2 separate regions of the Rattus norvegicus genome follow, and region 1 is linked to region 2. Evidence: chromatin contacts called from public Hi-C data. All regions are on one chromosome and are shown on one strand. Each heading gives the region's core, a stretch centred on a gene start, on an enhancer-like site or on the middle of the called end of the contact. The rest is flanking DNA. Distances are from core to core; before and after follow the strand shown. Region 1 holds the start of Rdx (radixin). Region 2 has its middle 42 kb from the start of Fdx1.

The links. A called contact is a pair of places that touch in the nucleus more often than the background predicts.
Region 1: a Hi-C map of liver shows a contact between it and region 2, with 5 times the contacts expected there. The contact joins the promoter of Rdx here to the enhancer-like site in region 2. A contact is called at or near these places in 10 of 12 Hi-C or Micro-C datasets (the A7r5 cell line, the Rat2 cell line, Schwann cells and 5 more).

The regions. Positions count from the first base shown.
Region 1 is chr8:61,273,680-61,277,588 of GRCr8, forward strand. Rdx (radixin) reads left to right here and starts at 2,113. Exons shown (of 14, transcript NM_001005889.2): 1 at 2,113-2,261.
Region 2 is chr8:61,223,705-61,227,407 of GRCr8, forward strand. No RefSeq gene overlaps it. Among named protein-coding and RNA genes, the nearest start is that of Fdx1, 42 kb to the left of the region's middle. Within about 2 kb of position 2,022, at least 4 of the 93 cell types and tissues checked have an H3K27ac peak or open chromatin away from gene starts, as enhancers often do. A contact at or near this core is called in hepatocytes and liver, where this site is marked.

The DNA.
Region 1 (3,909 bases), core at 863-3,362, 50 kb after region 2:
ATATCTGATGCGAAGAGCAAAATAAAGCAATGGCATGTGTGTTCCCTCTTTAATTTTTGTATCTAATAGGTATTATTGTGATGGACTTTTTTAGTCTATTTCAGAGTATATCCTTCACAAAGAATCCCAAATATGGAGTTATGTGTTTTGAGTTGTGGACCTTCTTTTTTTTTTTTTTTTGGTTCTTTTTTTTCGGAGCTGGGGACCGAACCCAGGGCCTTGCGCTTCCTAGGTAAGCGCTCTACCACTGAGCTAAATCCCCAGCCCCCGGACCTTCTTAACTATGAACTCACCCCACCAAATTGCTTCCTAAAGTATTTGTTTCCATTCACACCCCCATTCACAGTATTTGAGAGTACCCTTTTGATCTTAGCAGCTTGAATTCTTTTACTTATTTACTAATATGATAGACACTGAGATGTTACAACTTGGGTTGCATCTGTTATTGCAGGACAGGATAAGATCAAGGCTTTTGAGTCAAACATGCATTTGGGTTTGGTCATGGCTCCGCCAATTCCTAGCCAGGTTACATTGACGAATAACTTTTTTTGAAGCTCCCCTTTATTCCTTAGTTTACTTTAATGCCAATGATAGCTTTTACCCTGAGTCCGGGTTGTTGTAATCATTGAGGGAGGTAGTCACGTGAAAGCACTTCACTGTTCTGAACATAAGACCAAGAGTGAATGCTCCATTTTCAGTTGCAAAGTGTCCCACCCACTTCAGTTTGACTAGTGTACTACTTAGGGATTCACATAACATTTTTACTGCCCCTATCTGTGTTGCACCCGTGGAGAGAGGGGTCAAGCAAGTATTCTCTTGGTGGTCTCTAAGAACCACATAAACCTGTTTGGTTACAAAGCACACACCTGGTTCCCATCCTTGAGGAATTTGCAATCTAAAGACTTCTGAGATTAACCTGGAGTCTCTCGGGGCTTTTTAATTGTTTAGTGAGGTCTCTGAGGGTGATGGTGGTAGCTCGATGAAGAGGAAGCTTAGTGAAAGGATTTGCAGAGTCCCTGGAAAAGCTACTGTCTCGGCAAAGGCAAGTCTAAGATTGCCCTGAAGATGACTTTATTTATCCTGTAAGAATTAAGTACACTCGCGTCATATTTGTATTGAAAGTTCGTTTACGAAAGAGATAGTGAGTTAAGCACTGTAAATGGAATGCAGCAGGCTAGTAAGGTTTGAACCGTTGCTGTGTGTACAAGTTACACCAAGTGTTACTCCAAATCCCAGCAGAAAGTACCAAGGGCTGGCAGCACCGAGATAACCTCAGAAGAAGCCAGCCACTGTGTCTCTCTAGTGAGTGGATACAGTGAGATGATGGTCAGACTGTTAACTTTCTCCAAGTCTACAATAATTTAGGGTTGGCTGTTCTTTGGGCCCTACTTCCAACTTTTTCTTCCTAACCTACTCCTTCTAACTGCCAAGGAGTATCACTGCTAACACCACCACCATCAAATAATCCGATCTCATTATGGGGTTATACCCACTGACGTTTTGATGGAACTTAAAAAACACTGCAAAATTAAAACCAGCCAGCCTTTCTAGTTGGTTAAAAATCCGCATAAATTAATGTTCTTTTGTTGCAAACACTGGGCCTATTTCCCTCTCCTAGCCCGGGATCCTGCAGCCTAGCACCGAACTACACCCTGGAGCGGCTGCCCGGTTCCCCCTCCTCCTGGGAACAGCTCCACCTCGGGGGCGCTGGAAACGCCCTCCGTGAGTTCCCTGGCACCAGCGGGAGTTTCAAGTTTCCACGCGCGGGGCGGGGGCTGGCGGCGGGCGCACGGCGAGCTTCGGGCCGCGCGGCTCCGCTTCGTTCACTGCGGGCTTCGGACTCGGGCTGACCCGCGGCGTCCTCGTCCCTCGGGAAGGCTTCGGGAAGGCTTCGCGAAGGCCCCGCAGCGCGTCCCCCGGCTGAGGCCCACTCCACTCCGCCTGTGGCGCCAAGCCCCCGGGGGCGGCCGGGGGACACGCTCTCGCTGCGGCCGCGGTGTTGGCGCTCGAGTCCCGGCCTCGCCCCGCCACTGGCGGGCCGCGGGAGGAGGGGGCGCGGGGCGGCCCCGCCTTCCCCCCCGAGGAGGCGCCGGGCGGCCATATTGCCGAGCTGTCTGCGGCGGCTGCGGCGCGTCTTCTCTCAGGCGGCCCAGGGCTCGCACCGCCGACTCTCCGCTCGCTCGCCGCCAGCCGCGACGCCCCCGCCGAGCCCCGCCTCAGCCAGCCGGCGGCGGGCAAGGAAGGAGCCGCTCATTTTTGGGGTAAGCCCTGCTCGGCGCGCTCCCCGTCCCAGGCCCGGGTGCTGCTCTCCCCACCGAGGCGCTGAGGTGGCGGCCAGAAGTTGCCGGGCTGTGGCGCCGCGACCCGGGGCCTGGCGCGCCTCACAGACGGGCTCGCGCCTGGCCGCCCGAGAGGCGCCGCGATCGTTAACGGCTGAGCCATGCCACTCACCCGGAGTCTCCCGCAGCTCCGCGCCGCCCACCGTCGGCCTGGCCGCCCGGTGCGTCGGGCGGTGCGGGTTCCCGCCGCCTTGGACTGGGCCCCGGGCTCGGCCCGGCGCGCCCCCGGGGGCCGCGTGGAGCGTAGGTCGCATGCTCTCTCGCAACCCGGGGACGGGGGGCGGCAAGGCTAGAACTTCTCCCCCGGCCTCCTGTTTGAAAGTCGGGGTGTTGGATTACTAGAGAGCGTGCGGACACCCTAGCAGCGGAAAGGCCGTCGCGTTGCCCGGTCCCACCGTTCGAGCCCGCGAGGCCAGGCCCGAGCTCCCAGCCGTCTTTACCTGGGGCTGCAGTCGGCTGCCCGTGTCCTCCCGGTCCCCCGACTTGCCCGCTCCTCGGAGTCGCTGGCGCAGTGTTAGCAGACCCCCACCGGGAAACTAAGCATTTCTACCTTTCGGGGCTCCCAAACTCCCATCTCCCAGCTAAGTTAGAAAGGGAGCAGTACGTTATTTCAGTTGAAATAGCACGTCTGCACCTACACAGATGTTTCTGTAAACGTTGCCAGGATTCTGGGTGGTTTTGCCCCCCTCCCCAACCCCCCAGGAGTGGTTTTTCATTGGAAGTGTGTTTAGAGGTCAAGTTCATAATTTTTTTTTTAAAGTTCAGTTCAGATTTGTAAAAAGAGGAGTGAGAGAGATGCCTTGTTGGCTGTGTGGAGGCACCAAGATTTGCATGATGTAAATGTAAAAGCCCAAGATAACAAGGGTTCATGTGATGAAAGAGTACTTGGACACTGCAATCTATTGTTGACCAAGCATCTTTTTTTTTTTTTTATAGAATACTTATAAAACTGTGACGGAGCTCAGAATAAACAATTGCCCTGTTCATTTTGCTGCATAAATAATGGCTTAATCTGCTTGGCAAAACAGCCCCATCAGATCTGAAAAGAGAGCCTAATGTTTAGGACTGCGTTGTTGGTTTGTTTGTATCTTTAGAGTTTTGTCACTTGCACCAGGGTGTACCTTATCTTTCATAATAATTTCTTCAAATATGACAAAATGCAGACTCCTTTTCAAATTGTCAGTATGCTGTGAAAAGAACCACACTGGCTTTCTTTGCATAAATCCCTTTGAAAACTGTATTTTGGAACATAACTCCCGTTGTCACTAGGAAGTCTTTAGCTTGTCTACAGGAGAAGGAGTTTGATTGTGACACTTAGATGTGAAGCCCTTGCCTCTGTGGGTCCTACATACTGGTTTGCTCAAATGTAGCTTCATACAAGGAGAGAATGTAGGAGGAGCTCAGATGTTTGTAGGATAGATTTAATAGATTTTGCTGTGCGGAAAAACACATTAAATCTTAATTTTGTGGGAATTGTCGTTACCTGGGTGGAGATTACACAGCTTCATTTTTGTGCAGTGGTTAGGGACAACAGGTTTGCTTTCTGCCTCTCTTAGTAGCAGGCAGTAGT
Region 2 (3,703 bases), core at 772-3,271:
GTCCCCAGCTCCGAAGAAAAAAAAAAAAAAAAAAGAAAAAAAAATTTTTTTTATTAATTTTTTTTTATATGAGTACACTGTCACTGTCTTCATGCACACCAGAAGAGGGCATCAGATCTCATTACAGATGGTCATGAGCCACCATGTGGTTGCTGGGAATTGAACTCAGGACCTCTGGAAGAGCAGCCAGTGCTCTTAACCACTGAGCCATCTCTCCAACCCCTTTCTTTAAATTTTTATTTCATGCGTATGAATGATTTGCCTCCGTGTGCATGCAGTGACTGTGGAGGCCAGCAGAAGACATCAGAACTCTTGGAACTGGAGTTATAGACTTGTGAGCTGCCACGTGGGTGCTGGCACTCAAACACAGGTCCTCTGAGAGAGCACCCAGTGCCCTTAACTGCTGAGCTGTCTCTGGAGTGTGTGTTCTGTAACCATGTGTAGATGTCAATAATGAATGTTGACATCTAACAAGGCCCTTTTTGTTTGATTGGGTCAGTGTTAAAGAATAATTTTAAATAAATAAAATTTGTCCTGATGGGGTTGGGGATTTAGCTCAGTGATAGAGTGCTTGCCTAGCAAGCACAAGGCCCTGGGTTCGCCTCGGTCCTCAGCTCCAAAAAAAAAAATTTGTCCTGATGGGTACTATTATTATGGTCATTTTAAGGTTCAAAAAACTGAGGTTTAGAAATTGTAAATATTTGTTCACGGTTCATGAGTGACAGAGCCCTGATTGTGTTTTAACTAGGAATTGAACCTAAGTTCTCCCACATGCAGTCTACCACTGAGCTAACTCCCCAGCACAGCCCAGATCTGATCTCGCTTCACTCATCTGAGAACATGGTTCATTTCAGGGCTAGGGTTCTGTTTTGTGCAATCAGACATTCTGCAGTTCTTTTTGTCTTAAGATAAGTACTTCTTTAAACCCTCTTTTAAAGATGGAAATCTCAAATAGAGGACCCTAAATTATATGGGCTTGGGGTATGGCTCAGAGACAAAGTTTAGTCATAGGAAGGTACTGGGCTCAACTCCCAGAACCAAGGAGAAAAGGAGGAAACAAGCCATTTATGTGCTTGGGGATTGAGAGTTCACTGGTACTTCTTAGAGAACTGCACCGAAGACAGGGCCTCGGCAAGCGTGTGGTCATCCCTAGCTGTGGCATTGGATGGCACACATAATTCCAGGGGAAGGGGCAGAGTAACCACGACAGATAATTCTGTAAGGTAATCTTAATGTCACTTTAAATTCTTTATTTTAAATTTTACCTTCTGTCTGTCTATCGTTCATTCGTTCATTTGTTTTTCAGTTTTTCAAGACACGGTTTTTCTGTGAAGCCTTGGCTGTCCTGGAACTCAGAGATCCACCTGCCTCTGCCTCCTGAGTGTTTTGATTAAAGCCTTGTGCCGCCATTGTCCATCAACATTATTTTTTAATAATTATAAACAGAGTAAAACATAATCAAGCATGAAACCCAGAAATTCGCTAATAATTTATGGAAGACTAACTTCTCCAGAGAGAATTGACTAGATGAGTAACTTTATTTACACTGTAAATGCATGTGGAAGTATGTATGAAGTATGTATGAAGTATGTATGAAGATTCACATGTATGCCCACATGCAGTGTCACCACCTGCATGAGGAGATCACAGGACAACTCAAACTCAGCTGGTCAGGCTTGGCTGCAAGCACCTTTACCCACCGAGCCATCTCACCGACCCAAAAGATAGTTTTAAAGAAAACGAAACAATCATGCCAATCACGAAGGAGAGAGTGTGGTTTCAGCAAAGAGGAAACTTTGAGAAAGCAGTTGGGTGGAGAGATGGTGGATGCTCAGAAGGAGCTGCCGGCCAGGGCACAAGAATGAGCTCTGTGCCTTCCCTGGGGACCCCAGAAAGGCTCTGGATTCTGTCAACAATGCTGTGATGGGCTGTGAGGCAATTATCAGTGGCCTCATTACTGAGCTGGATTCTGTGCCTGGGGACATCTGGGCCCCTTTCCCAAGACCTGTGTAAACAGTGTGGCAGGTGAGACTTTGCCCTCAGGATAAAAGCCAGGGTACTGCCTGTCAGAAGCAAGCCGTCAGCTCAGAGCAGGTTACTGCAAGGGTCTTGTGACCTACGAGGAGAAACTCCCAAATCTCTATGGTAAACTCAGACAACAGTCAAACAAGCTGAACCTGCCTCTCCACTTCCTCCACAGCTGCCTCGGATGCCTGCCTGCTCCCCTGCCCTTTCTTAATTGGCAGTTGACAATTGTACACATGTATTGGGAGCAGTGCGGTGATTCTGCACATGATCTCTATATCTTTCTCATTTCATTTGGAGTTTTCTAATCTTTTTTGTAGCTTTCTAAGAGGCACAGCAGGATGGGGGAGGTGCCCCAGTCAGTAATGCTCTTGCAGCACGAGCATGAGGACTGAGTTCCCATAGGTTGATGTCGATATGCAGGTGAGGGCTAGCACCAGTTAGGTCAAGGCCATGATTGGACAGTAATAAAAATAAGGCAGGAGAGGAGGGGGAGGAGGAGGAGGAGGAGGAGGAGGAGGTAGAGGAGGAGGAAGAGGTAGAGGAGGAGGAGGAGGAGGAAGAGGAGGAGGAGGGGGAGGAGGAGGAGGAGGAAGAGGTGGAGGAGGAAGAGGTGGAGGAGGAGGAGGAAGAGGAAGAGGAGGAGGAGGGGGGAGGAGGAAGAGGAGGAGGAGGAGGAAGAGGAGGAGGAGGAGGTGGGGAGGAGGAGGAGGAGGAGGAGGAAGAGGAGGAGGAGGTGGAGGATCAAGATGGAGAGAGACAGAAAGATGACCCAGATCTGGGTGGTCTTGAATTGCCAAGGTAGTTGGGATGGATTAGGTGGGCGATTAACATCCTTATTAATTGGTTGTATTGTGGATTGAGAATTTAACATATAAATCTGATTGTTGGGTTACAGTTTGTTGAGTCACGATTTTACCAGGTAGCTGGGACCAGAGTTCCCAGCTTGCCAGGGCTGGCCAGGGTGACTAGCAATGGGAGTGGAGAGACCGCTTGGCCTAGAAGATAGCTAGGCTAACGTGGCGTGGTGCCACACTGGAACCAGCTGCTGCTGAGATAAATTAATGTATGTTCTATATGGTGCTACGGTGCCAGAACTAACAATAGGGGGCGACCACCTGGGTCCAAGAATACCAGGGTGGGGGCATCGTGGAACGGTGGCTCGCAGGAGCCAATAGAGCCTATTTTTTATTTTTACCTCAACAAGTTCCAATCTCCAGGACCCATGTACACCTGTAGTCCCAGCACTCAGAGGTGGAGACAGGAAGAGATCCTAGGGCTGGCTGACTAGCCAGTAAGAGATCTCATCTCAAAGAATAAAGTGGAGAACGTGTGTGTGTGTGTGTGTGTGTGTGTGTGTGTGTGTGTGTGTGTGTGTGTGTGTGTATTTTGGTATATGTAGTAGGAATCAGTATGGTACATATGTTAGGCTATTAGAAATTAGGACTTGAGTCTGTGCCCGCTGCCTGACTACTGTGATGCATGCTACCCTTACCCTGGCCTCCTGGTTGTTATATACTCCGCCCTTCCTTGAAATGACTTTTGTGTCCACTGGAGGTCCTTTAGAGACATCATACAGTATATAAGTCTCACCATCTTAGATAGGATTCCTCTTGGTGATTCTATTTAAGGAGAAAAACAAACCTAAATAATTGGAGAAGAATGCACAAAACTATTT